Regions from separate parts of the Anas platyrhynchos genome. Here region 1 is linked to region 2. The links are chromatin contacts, called in public Hi-C maps. All regions are on one chromosome and are shown on one strand. The core of a region is the stretch at or near the end of the contact, and the rest is flanking DNA. Distances in the headings are between cores, read along the strand shown. Region 1 overlaps SPIDR (scaffold protein involved in DNA repair). Region 2 overlaps SPIDR (scaffold protein involved in DNA repair).

Region 1 (6,942 bases), core at 2,297-4,796, 54 kb after region 2:
GATCAGGGCTTTTGCTAAGTATCAAGTGTTCTATAGGCAGGTAGAAGTCATTGTGCCTGTCTTAATGCTTGCTCAGTGCAGTATAGTGAAGTCTCAATTAGGGAAGGAATGTGTGACAGGAAAAAGGATGAGACAACGAATGTGACAATACAAAATGCTATCTATCAACAGGAAACCACACTTCTTAAACACAAAAGGTATCTTGTTATCTGGGTTGTGATGTTACATCTCCTGCTGGCCCGGAATGGGTGACATCTAAGGAAAATGCAGTGGCAAGGGAAGCAGTGCTTCTGTGGCTGTTACTCTCCCTTCAAGCCTGTGCTGAATCAAATCAGAGGCTGCAACATCAGCAACGTGGTAGGAGAACAATGTGCTATTGTTGATATTCTTTTGGATAAGACACAAAACCAGAATCGTAACCACAGAATATTAAACCACCTCTTTTGGCATGAATAGGTAGATTTAGTAAGGGCCCTAATCCAGTTCTAATTTACATGGTTATCTTTTGTCTCTCTAAACTCTTCCTGTAGTTTTGATTAGATTTGGTCGTCTTTTTTTCTCTCTCCTGGAATACATGTGGTGTGAACAAGCTGTGCTCTACTGATATTTGAACAGATTCTTATTTTCAGGGCTATTTTTTTTTTATAGTGGTGAGGGAAAATTGGAATCAGGTATACCAAGCACATTGTGTCTCAGTAATTCACTAGAGTTATTATTTAAATCCAGTGTAATGACTGATTATGTCATTGCAGTAAAATAATGTTCCACATGCATGAGAAATAAAGCAGAGACTATCATCTGTAGACGATAATTGTGACTAAGGTGCTGTAACAGAGGGGTTTTGTTTCTTTGTTTGTAGGACATTTCTCACTAGAACACAGAGTATTTTAAATCTCCATGCACATCTGAAGATAGCCAAAGCAATGAAAGAAATAAGAGATTCTCTTCGCCTGTATTGTGCTGTGCTCCAGGTTCTGATCCTGCTAAAAGTGATTCTTTGAAGTCATAGGAAATTGGAAATGTGATGTGTATAGAAATCATTTCAGTGTTTGATCCCTGATTGGTGTTCAGTTCAGGTGGTTTTAAAAGAGAAACATGGAATTTGCATAAATGGTTGAGTGAAATCAAGGTGGAGGAATGTTACTGGTGCTGCCCAGGTGTTTTTTCCACCTGCTACACAACACGAAATGAAGTTTATTGAAATCAAATGCAGAAATGTTAATTTGAGTGAGTTTTGGATCACGGCCCAAACCTGCTGCTTGTTTAAAAGTAATTTATAAAGCTTTACTTGACCTACAGTGAAAAAGGAGTTTTCTCATTTTGACAAGTTCAAATGGAAGCTTAGAAGGGTAACGATTTTATTTTTTTTTATTTTCACATTGGAAAACTGTTGACATCTGCACTTCCTGTACAGCAGTGATCGTTGTGTCCTTAATTTCTGATTAAAAAAAAAAAAAAGATAAATCCAAATGTGTCTGGGAAAACACTCCATCAGTAACGCTCACAGTGCATCCCTGGGATTATACTGGTGTTGCCACAGACCAGCATTTTTTCTCCTAATCTCTAACTACTAGAGATATGGAGAACAGCAAGGTGTAAGAAAGGAAGTGGGAAAGAGGTAATACCAGAGCACATTTCCTCTTTGTTTTCTTCACCTTCCCCACTTTCCTCCTGCTGTTGCTTCATCTCCTAATGGTCTCCCATCAATTCACCTCTTGTCCACATCCCTCTCAGTTGACCTAGGCCGTAGTGGTGGCCAGCCGAAGGGAGTCCTCTTTCATATGTGGGTTATAACACCACCCTAAATCATTCAGAGGTACCGCTTGCTTCTCCCGGGCACAAGAGTTTCTCTAACAAGCAGATAACACCATGTTCTCCTCAGGCTCTCCTGGAGAGGAGTTTCATCAAAGCACGTTGCTTCTCCCCGCCGCCCAGGGCTGCTCTGCTCAGGGCTGCTGGGCCCTTCCCAGCACTGTGGGCCATCCGTCGATTTTGGGAGGAATCGGGTGGGCTAAATCCAATCTGAAGGAGCAACAGTGCTCTTCCCAGGCAGGCGTGAGGGGGAGGCAGGGGCTCTTGGAGCAATATGAAGCATTCAGCAGCTCTTGGCCTCCCAGTACAGGCTCTTCCAGTCCTAGCTGGGCTGAGCGCCGGGCTGGGGGGAGCAGTCCCCGGGCTGCTCCTCGGGGGCTTCTGTTGAGTTTAGCTTCTGGCCCTGGCCTGCTGCTGGCTGCCTCCAGAGCTCGGTTTCTGTAAAGGGAAATAGCACTGCTTTGTCCTGTTCTGGCACTTCAGAGACCTGTTCTGTCACTTAGATCCCCCGGGCTGAGCAAATTCAGCAATTGTTGCAAAAGAGTGAAAAAAAAATGAATCTCAAGGGAAAAACAAACAAACAAATGTAAAAATACAAAAGTTTTACATGTAAAATATTCAATATATATATATGAAAACAAGACTTTCATTTTGTTACCTTCCCAGACCTGAATTTACCTTTTTGCACTGGCTGACATCTGTTGCACAGAAAACCCAGAATCTTAGATCCGGAGCTTGCAAGATGGGTAAAAATAAACTGGGAATATTTTCCTTCTCCTTTTTAAGTTTTGCAAATCACGTATTTTTATGATTATAAATAGCTAAATCAACAAGCTTTTACTGACTGGGGATGTTAAGCACACTCTCGTTATTGACTTTCAGAACTATTTAAATTCCTAAGTGCTAAAAATTAGAATTCCCCTTGGAAAAGCTGGTAGCTTTCAGTGGACTCAGCTGGACTCTCCAGTAAGAAGTAGTTAAGAGGTATAGTGTGGAGACTTCAACAAAACAAGATAATCACTTCCATGTGCTTTTCTAATTAATCAGTTTTAATACTGAAAGTCAGAGACATCATGAATTTGCACAGTAAGCATATATTTTGAAAACAACAACAAAAATTATTACTTCATCTGCAGGCATTTACTCTGAATTCTCTTTTTTTTTTTTGGCTTGCAGAGAAAACCTGAGAACACCCCCATGGTCATAGCTGATCTGTGCATACAATGCACTGTTTGCTCAGGCTGCAAGGGCACCACACATCCTGATTAATTTATATGTTTTATCAGTTTTGCTTGTTCTCATTGGAAAAGGAATAGTTAAATGAGATGAATAGAACTCTCTGTTTGGGACTTCGGTTTTCCAAAATAAAATATGTAAGTGAGGGAAAGGTTTCATTCAGTTTTGGCATCGCTTTGTTAAGTCAGTTTAAGCCAAGAAAGATTGTTATTCCACACTGTTTGCCGATAGTAGAAAGTTTACGTATTGATTTTTTTTTTCTTGAAGGAAGAGAAAATGAGTATGAATTTAAGGGATGAACCTCTTACTTGCTTTGCAGAAGAGATTGTTCTGTTAACAACTCATCAAGAAAAAAAAAAAAAAGATAAACAGGATTAACTGTTTACTTTAAGTGAGCAGAAGTCTGGTTGTTTTTCAGAAGAAGAACACAATGTACTGTTGTATCTGGTTTCCAGAGTGGTGTTTATCATAATTCCTTGTGCGGTGGTTGGTAGAGTGCTGGGAAGGCACTCCGCCCACTCGCAGCTTGCTTGCTTTCTCTCTCCCATTGAGGCCTCCGTCCAGGACTGCGCGATTGAGCGAGCTGTCCTGTGTGATCTTTCCTGCCTGACATGAGCTGACATTGACCTAGAATAAAATAACAGGGGCCGTTTCCTAGAATTCTCGGTGGACTGCTGAGAACAGCTACCATAACTCTTGTAAACATGCTACATGCACACACAAACACGCTCCCTCTCCCTCATTTAGACACACACCTAGGAAATGAAGCCAACAAACGACAGGAAAGGAAAACAACGTGAGTGCAAAACAGCAACGACAGACCCCTGGAAGGAAGAGTAGAAAGTTGCCTTTCTGCCAGGGAAGGAGCCCCAACAAGATTTCACTTCTGCTTTTCTTCCTTGCACTTAGTTCTGCTGTTTACTTTGGTGAATATTATAGTTTTGTGCTATTTCGGTGAGATGATGTGGCACTGAAACAGCAGAATGTCTTATTGAATACAGACACGGCTCTGTAAGAAATCCTGCAATGTTATTATATTTCAGTTACCTTTCACATGCACTGGGGAGTCACATGTGCAGGGCTGTAATACCAAGAATGCATTTTGGGATGTTCTGTCCCTTCTGAAATCAGCAGTGCTTTTTATTTTTTTTTTTATACTCACATTATTTTTTCCTTTTTTTTTTTTTTTTTTTAATAAAGTCTTCTAAGGTCCCATTTGCAGTCTATGCGGTTTAGAAGTAAATCAGGTGAATCCACAAATAATATCTTGAAAGGTAAGCACAACCAGTGCCGCTGCTGCCATGTGCTTGCTTCATTCCAGATGCTGTAATTCTGTAAAGCACTTGCCATGGGTTCTGCAGAAGGAGTTTCCAGTTCTCTGAACCCTGTAGCTTACAAGAGATGGGTAGTTACTGCAAGCCAATGTTTATCTACACACACACACACACACACATAATATATACTTATATATATATAACCTCCTTCCCCACCTCAAGCAGGAGCTAGCACATAGATTTTTTGGACCTCTCCTCCTAGATGCTACCATTCAGCTATGGTTTTCCAATCACCCTTTGAGGGCAGGACTTTTATTCTGATTTTTACATGTAAGGATCTGAGGCGTGGAGGAAACGTAGCACAGCAAAGATAATGTGAAATGTTGCCAGAACCAGCAGTTGAATGCTGATTTTCTTGGAAAGGGGGGTGCATGGCACCTTGCAGGAGAAGATCTTTTGGCAGCACCTCACTGACTGTTGGAATTCTTGGATGCCAAAACAGTAATTACAAAGTCTTAAGATTAAAAAAATAAACAAAGAACCCCTCCTCAGATTCACAGATAAGTACTGTAAGTGGCTGGATGGTAATTGCACGTTATATTTGGAACACGATTTTTCTACTGGAGATCATCCATAACAGAGACATAAGTTTTCAGCTGAGCCTATAAGTTTCTGAAATGTACGTTTTGCCTCTTAGTAAATCATGAAATACCCAAGGGATTGTAATGGGATTCCATGCTGAAGTCGTGTTACTGTGGACACTGAGGAACCTGAGGAGTATGTGCATCATTTCTGTTTCTAAAGCTACTACAGTTTCCAGTTTGAGTCTGAAGCAAGCTGGGATGACCTGATGTGCTTGCTTTTCTGTTACAACCCCAAATTTGTTTTTATTTACATAACAAACTGTATGGAATGTATCTTAGCAAGAGAACCATAAATTATGTGCAGTTCTGTGTTGGAAGGGGAAGATGCATGGAGGGGGGAGGGCCTTACTGGTTTGTTGTGGCTGAACCATTGTACATTTTTTAGCCAATGCTTAGGCATTTATTTTTTCTTAACTTTCTCTGTCTCCCAAACCAACCATTGCTATTTTCTTTTTTTGTATCATGTAATAATTTTGGATTAAAATTAATATAAAAAACTTCATTATTAGTTTACAAATCTGAGGTAAGTGAAGCCATCAGATGATGCTGAAAATATCTGTCAAATGCAGCTCTATACCTGTTTGAAATTATAGCTTAGGCTTAATGTTGTGTTTGAGTGCATGACAGGAATGTCTTTTTATCATGAAAAATATTTTGTTTACTTTTGAGTAAAATTTTGACAGCAGATAAAGCACATCAGCAGTTTGAGGATTTGACAGTGCACTTAGTGTGGGATGGGAAGTTTAAAAAAAGTATTTGGTGCAATATGAAAAGCTTCATAGGAGAAAAAGGTTACGCTGAAAAATTGTTAAGTGTGTCATGGTATTCACTGCACATATCAAAACCTGTCTGGTGTAGTGCTACACCCACTCCCAAGCAGTCGTATGTAGTTCCCACCAGGCAGTTGGTATTCCACGTTTTGAGTCAGAAAACTAAGGATGCGGAGCTCCATTCACTACATGGACATTCCACATTAAAAAGGCAGTCAGGCTGATGTGTTTGGCTCGCACGTGTCTCTTCCTACGCACAAAAGCAATGTCCCACAGAAGTGCTGCTTCTTCAGGTCATAGACAGAAAACAGTAGCTGGAGGAATGAACCTGAATGAAGAAATGGAAAAAAAAGAAATGGAGCAAGTAGAGATCTGTGAAGGGTCTTGGGGAAGTTGCATTTGATTTTCTTGTTTGTATTGAAGCAATTGACTGTCCAAAGTAGTGAGTAAAAATAAGCAACTGTTATTTTATAACCTCACTCACTGCTTATCATTTTTTTCAACTTATGGATAAAAATGTAATTAAACCCAATGAAAATACAGAATTATGGCTTTGGTATTGTTACTATAGGAAGTTATTTGCAAAGTGTTATATAAATACTCTGTTACATGCATGTTGAGAAGAGATTCCTTTCCTGAGCCTGGGGAGGCCTCTGCTACATATTTTCTATTTCAGATGCTGAGATAAGACTTGCTTATTTCCCTGGTTGTATTCTTGTCCCATGCACAGTTTCCAGCTATACTTTCTTAAAGATAGGTTGTCTCTAGCTGGAGAGAAGTTGTGTCTAGTGGTAGCTGTGTGCCATGTTCGGTCTTGGCCAGGTCCAGCACTACTGAATGGTGTTCTTCTCTGTTTCCTTCTGGGTGCTTCCATAAATGGCTAAGAAAAAAATATAAACCCTACTTTTGAGTAATTTTATATCTCCAGTTTTTGAAGCAAATGATTACCATTTTGGTCATCTGAGTACTACAAACCAAAGCACCAGCTTGGGTGCTACAAATGTCTACATTTAGAGGGAGTTGTGATCAGGAGTCTTCTTGGAACCCTCAGAGCCCTGGAAACAGCAATGCTCGTGTTTTCTTCTGTACCTGTCTACCTCTGTGACCTAGGTACAGAAGGGCTAGTCATCATCATCATACATTTGTATTTGCATCATTCAATCCATAGTTACTGCAGCTCCATAGAGTTTCTAGTTAGTGACAGCA
Region 2 (6,574 bases), core at 256-2,755:
AATACATTGCAGCGATGTAAGTTATACCCCTGCAGCTTTGAATATAAGCCAGCAGTATTTGTTGTGCTGCCTGTACTGCTCTGCTCCCACTGGAGCTGATCTTTTTGCCTGTCCTCCATCGTTTGTCGGAGTCTTGGATTGTTTCTTTGCAACTTTGTGGTTGGGCAGCCACATCCCTTTGTGCTTTATTTGTCGCCCACTTGTTTGATTAGATTAAGGAAGGATTAAAGGATCCAGCGCCCTTAGAAAAAGGCAACCCATAGTTTATAAATGTGTAAATATAATGTAATTGCTTCTTAATTCCTTGTGTTAAGTAAAAAGGAGGATTTATCATCAGATAAACCCTAACACTTTGGAAAGTCAAATGAAGGCGATTTGCTGACTCAGAGGTGTGTGTGCCAAAGATCTCCTGCAAAGCTCAGGTTTTAGATGACATGAAGAACTTCAGCTACTTTGATCTATCTGCGATCCAGACAATGTATCTTGCCAGTCCACACTGATTTCTGACCACTCTGCCTTCCCGTAATGAAAGGAGTTTTTGTGAGGTTTTGTCTCCACTTGGAAAGCTTAGGATTTGCCATCAATCGGTAGGTCAGCGCTGTTTACATTAGCAGTGGTGAAGCATATAATAAGGGCAGGACTCAGCTTTTATTCTAGAAATTAATGCTTAAAAGCCCTGGTGGCCATGCTTCTATCTCAACCATTAGCAGAGATGTACTGGTGGTAATTCTGGGGAAGTCACTGGCCTAAAAGCTTAGCCAAAAAAAAAAAACAAAACAACTTAGTAACTTCCTGCCTTGTGAGTTCAGTTGACCTCCTTGCATTTGTTTTTTATTTGCTTCAAAAAAATGAAGTCAAAACAAACAAACAAACAAAACCCACAGAACTCTTTAAAACAAAGGAATAAAGTGAACTGTGTAAAACACCCATGTCCTGCGTGTGTGGATGCAGGTCAAGGGCTCTGCCAGCATGCAACGCTCTGCAGATGGTTTCATGGAGCATCTCAGCGACAAGCTGAATCAGTTTTGTACAGATGCTGTCAGTTTCAGTTGTGTATTATTTTACTCTTTGTGAATTAGCATCTTGATTCCTGGGTACCTTGCCAGCTGTTTTTCCTGCCTCCTGTGGCAGAGGAGTGGAGAAGCATTTCTATAGGCAGCACCGTCCCCTTACGCTTCTGTAGCACGCTGGCAGTGGTAAGTTTCACCTACTTTATTCTTTTTGTGGTTTGAAGTGTGTTATTTCTCTTCTTTCCGTCTCCAGCTTTGCTGTCAGTGCTCCATATTGTGATTGAGACTGTTGTTATTCTGCCTCACAGACCTGTAACCAGCTGGTTCTCCACCAGCTACCTGCAAGAAACTGCGATCCGTAGAGCAAACAGCACGGCCCCACTTACATGTCTCTGCTAGGCTGGTGTCAAAACACTGCTATCAGAAGTGACGTCAATTCTGTGTCAAAGGTTTCTGTTGTCTTTTTATTTTTCTTCCCCTGAAGACCCTGAACATGATCTGTTAAGAGGCTCGTACAGTGATTACTCACTTTTCACCCTAGCATAAAGGCACGCAGCTTGCTTGTCTGCCACAGGGCGCCTGAAGGCAGTTTCTGAAAGGTGCAGAGCACTGCCCCAAGTGTAATAAGGGGCCTCCCTATAAAGAGCCCTATCTTAAAGAGTGTAAATTCTCACTGTGAGAAAGCTAAGGTCAACTCTGGGTACATTATAAATGACTTAAGCTGCAACGAGGTTAGGTACCACACTTTGAGAAAGGTATTTAAATCGCAGTCTTTAGTGTTTTAGATTTTTCTTTTACTTCTGTTAACTTAGGATTTGAACCATTTTGGTGCTTCAGTTTTTACAGGAACTAGGTTACATTAAAAAAACGATTTTGGAAGCAGCTTTCACACCCTTGGGCAGTTCCTGGCTGCCTACCACAACTGTGCTGCAGCAAGTCACAGTCAGTATTAGTGCTGAAGACCTCATTGCCCTTGGAAGCTGGGTTTTGATTATAATTTGCATGTTTTTTTAAGGCAGCAAAGAGTGTAAGGTAGGGGATGGTACCAGGAGCTCTGGCACCCGTGGTCAAGGCCCGTGGCACACCTTCACCCCGGCTGTCCCGCGTGTTCCTGTGACATGGCCCAGTCTGCTTCTACCAGGGGCTCTGCCAAAGGTGGCTGGTCCAACTATCAAATGCTCATTTTTTTTGAAGGCAGGGGGGGTTAGTTTGCTTTGTTTTTCAAGTTGGGTGAGACCTTGATCTGGTTTTGCAGCACAACCCACAGACTTAAGCTGATAAATGAGAGGTGGGGGTAGACCACAGTGTGAGGGTGGGAGCACCTTTAACTGGTGTAGCTAACATCTTGTAGTGTGAGCCAGAGCTTCCTCTGCTGGGTCGCTTTAGACAAGTTGCCATCCTCTCCCTTCATTTCTGATTGCCTGAGATGAGGGGAAAAATACCTTAACTCAATCAGGAATCACAAGACACCTATTTATTAAAACTGCTGTGTGAGCCTTGTAATTTTTGTGTAATTCTCAAAGATCTCCAAGAGAAGGATACTATTTAAGAACTAGATATTGTTTTCAGTCAGTTACCATGACATGCTGATGCAGTAACAGTTTTAATTTTATTAAATAAATTAAAAAAAAGTCAGGAAAGGAGACATCCTGCACTCTTAGAAATCGAGCTAAGCATGCTGAGTTTCCAGGTTTTATAACAGTAGGTCGTTATTCTGAGGACTGAAGCTATGTGCTCAGAAAAACATTCAATTGGTTGGACAAATCCATTTAGTAGAGGTTCTGAGAAGTCACTGATGTTCTCCTTTCTCTTTTGAATCTACAGTAAATGTGATTTCCCTCTCCAGGTCTGCAGGACTAGCTTAAAACAGCCCCTTGGTCTTGGAGTTAAGTTATCCATTACTTTGTTAAAACAGCGGTGCAAAATGAATGGCCATGGTACAAGATGGTGGCAATTTGGAAATGCGGTTCCTGAGCTGCACTGCCTGATTTTGTATGCCAGTGAGTTAAGTGAAAGCATGGAGCTAATAAGTATTTTGAGTCCTAAATGTGAAAGTCTATTTCAGTTTAGCTTTACCTCAGTTTCCTTGTGCACTTTCTTTGTCTGATAAAAGCCAATACACCCACGTACGTGTACAAACAAACAAGAAAGCTATGAACCGAGTAAGGCGTCTCTCGTGAAGGCTGGGAAGGAGGGGACTGGTGTTTCTGTCCCTATATGTGCACGCTCCAAGGCACGCTGATACCAGCAGGCTCATGGAAGCCATATAAACATGCCGTTAGCGGGATGTGAAACTACGCGGCAACTTACACCTATAGTTTGGAGTTTCAGTACATTTCTGTTGAAAATTGGCCTTTTAGATAGATTTGTGTGTTTTGTTTCTACGGGGAAGAGTGAGTTGGCAGAGTGTCTGGGCGATTAAGTCTTTTGCTATGTTGATAATACATAGCAGAGGTAATAGTTTGATAAAGGTGGAGCTGTAATGCTCTTTAAGCTCTATACTGGCCCTTAATTACTAGAATATGACTTATGTTGTACTAATGGTAATTTTCCCTTTGATGTGTCTGGCTTAAGACTTAGACTTAAACCCATCTTTGTGACTTATCTTTTCTCTGAACTGAGAGGGCTCAAGAATGAACACTTCCGAGAGTACGAGCTGGCTATGGGGAAAGCACCACGTTTTGCTTTGTTCCTCCATCTCTTTCTCTATGATTACTTCTATAAAAGCTGCAGGTTCAAAACTAAGATGGAATTGTGTGAACAAATACTTCCAATTACTGTAATGGTGTGGACCTAAATAGTAATCCCTCCTGGTTTCAAGAACCAGACACTCTTGTGCTGAATGTTAGTGAGAAGCTGGAGCCATTACCCTGAAGCCCTACACAAAACAGGCATCTGTTGTTTTGTGGGTGGCTTAAAGTTCTGGTCTTACAAATGTAGTAGGATCAAAAATGAAGAGAAATTATTGCAATAGTCACATTTCAAATCCTGAACTTCTGATTTTTGTCAGAAGAAAGCATAAAGTAAAAAATCTCTGATTCATGATATGTTGGTAACATTCCTGAAAGCAGGCAAGTTCTGTATGTTAGATAACAAAATGAGGGCAAAAATGATAAAAAAAAAAAAATCTGCTTTTTTTTTTTTTTTTTTTTGCTATCAGCCAGTGTTGGGCTTATCTGCGTTAGAAATGTGGGTTTCATTTTTTTTGCGTTGGAGCAGCTAAACTTTGATGCAGCCTCTCTGTTTGACTTCCCGTGGTTTTAGAAAAGGCAGAGCAGTGGTGGAACCTGGGGCTAACATAAGGCAAAGCTCCCTTCCTTGTGCGGGGTATAGCCATACCAGTATGAAAATCCCTTGGGATGGCTGTGCCTCTGAGACTTCGATTTTATTGCATTGTATCCACTTTGTTATGTAAAGCTGTAATTCCATGGTTGATTTACATTTCATGGTTGATTTACATTTTGTGTGTAAATTACAAGTTATTTATTTTGCTTTTTTTTTTTTTTTTCCTTAGGCACCAAATAACTCAAATTTAAATCTTGCCAGTATAACCGATTAACCTTGTAATAGCATCTCTGAGATATTAATGTGCGCACTACCTTATCTGGTGCTTTATCTGACCTTTATCTGTTGATTTTAATATCCTTTGTGGTTGCTGGTGACGTGTTTCTGTTGTAGACAGTGAGGGATTTTGGCTCCTGTTTATTTCTCTGGTTTATCCTCATTCACTCTGTGCTGTTCTCTCAAAGAAATGACTGCATCAAGCAGAAAAAAAAAAAAAAGAAAAAAAAAAAAAAGAAAAAAAAAAAGATGTTAAACCATAGCCCAGAAGCAGAGTAGGAGATGCATCTGCATGAAGAGTTCAGAAAGCATGCTGCAAGTTGCGTGTGCAGTGCCACTACTCTCACGTGGACTGACAGTGAGAAAAGCTTAGAAATGAATTGCTCATCCTGAACCAAATGTATCCCTTTCCAGCATAATTTTCGTGCCTGTGACTTATGTAAATTATTGATATAAAAACTGATGATGTAGGGTAAAATTTAGCTGTAGCAAAAGCTTGCAGCCCTGTGTCATCTTGCAAGGCTTGGGTGCTTGTCTGGTGCAACACGAAGGTGATGCGTGTCACAAAACCAGCAGAAAACTGGGAGGTGGGAGGAGCGTGTCCTTTTGTTGTTTCACTGCATTCAGTGGGCTCAGTAGGATCAAGCATATCCTAGAGAGGTAAAAGGCAGGAAGGAAGGGAGATTGCAGCTGCAGGTCTTCCTGGCTTGTGGAGCATCACTTGCTGCAGCCGGAGCTGCAAGTGATGCTCATCCCTGCCCTCTTTCTGGAGATGGTTGCCCCCCGTCAGCAGATACTGGAGATGGGTGGGTGGGTAAATGTCCTTCATGTGTGCTACTGCAAAATCTGAGAGCTGAGTGTGAACTGGTGATCTGAGGTGGTTTGTGCTGACCACAGTGGCTTTGCCCTGGGTGGTTTACAGGGATGTTTATAGGGAACAATCTTCTGGCTCTTCTGTGGGGCCAGTAAACTGGTGATATTCATGTCAGGAAAGCAAGAGAGAGCAGAAATAGGAATGGGCATCTCTGCTGTTAGCTGTATCTATCTACCTCCAAAAGTATGTGTGTGAGAAGACCTCCCTCTTCCCAGCACCCAGGAGGCAGAGGCGCAGGCAGGTCTGCCTTTACAGCAAGGGGTGCGTTTGATTACGGGCGGCAGGGAGCAGTTTGTAGTAAGTAAAGTTTCGTTACAGCTCTTCACAGCGTTCTCATCAAGCCTCACGTGACGTGGTGATGGAGCTGGCTATGCTGACGGCAGCTGATGCTGTGAGAAACTCTGCAGAACTCGTATTTCCTGCGCTAGCAAAGGCATTGCTGGGTTCCTGCTGGCCTCTGCGCTGTGCCCTGCCTGCCTCACCACCACGGCAATCAGAGCTCGACTGCAGGCGCCTGTAGGGTTAGCTGTGCAAATATGGGCTGTGTTCCCTTCTGCAGGAACCAGAGAGAAAGGAACGGGCATTTCTGGAGTGCAAGTCATCTCCTCTTAAGGACATCAAAAGAACCTCACTTTGTAGTTGTTTGTTTCTGCTCATTAACTGTAAAGAGAGTCTAGGTGACTGGGATTTATCTAGCTAACTTTATGAACCAGTCTTAAGCATCTGATAAATGTTTTAGGCTTGGAATGCTCTTGGCTATTTACTGATATCACGGTGCCTAATGTAATATTTACAGTTCCCTGCAGACCGTGCTGCTCTACCCATCGAAGTCATGCAGTATATTTCAAAGGTTTAATTTTATGTCTATACTGTGGCTGAAGTGAACAGCAAAACATTCTTACCATACACCTAATACCCATGCTGTGCCGTATCTTAGATAGACAGGTGAATTAGTATTTTTGTAAGCGACCATTTTCTTTTTTTGGCGCAGATTGCTTGGGTGAGCAAGGGTTCAAAGGTTGCGTTTGGAAAGCCTGATGCTTTGTTTATATTACCTCCGTCTGTTTACAGATGTGTCCAGATTTAAGGTATTATGGCTGTAGGGAAAGAAAGGGAGAAATGGAGTCCA

Evidence for each region. Hi-C and Micro-C count contacts between places; a contact is called where the count stands out from the background.
Region 1: a contact with region 2 is called in a Hi-C map of F5 follicle, with 2.1 times the contacts expected there. The contact joins two enhancer-like sites. A contact is called at or near these places in 3 of 8 Hi-C or Micro-C datasets (F5 follicle, skeletal muscle and small yellow follicle).

What each region holds. Positions count from the first base shown.
Region 1 is chr2:46,258,950-46,265,891 of IASCAAS_PekinDuck_T2T, forward strand. All of the region lies in intron 10 of SPIDR (scaffold protein involved in DNA repair), which reads left to right. Among named protein-coding and RNA genes, the nearest start is that of CEBPD, 39 kb to the right of the region's middle. Within about 2 kb of position 3,547, at least 5 of the 8 cell types and tissues checked have an H3K27ac peak or open chromatin away from gene starts, as enhancers often do. A contact at or near this core is called in F5 follicle and small yellow follicle, where this site is marked.
Region 2 is chr2:46,207,141-46,213,714 of IASCAAS_PekinDuck_T2T, forward strand. All of the region lies in intron 8 of SPIDR (scaffold protein involved in DNA repair), which reads left to right. Among named protein-coding and RNA genes, the nearest start is that of CEBPD, 91 kb to the right of the region's middle. Within about 2 kb of position 1,506, at least 5 of the 8 cell types and tissues checked have an H3K27ac peak or open chromatin away from gene starts, as enhancers often do. A contact at or near this core is called in F5 follicle and small yellow follicle, where this site is marked.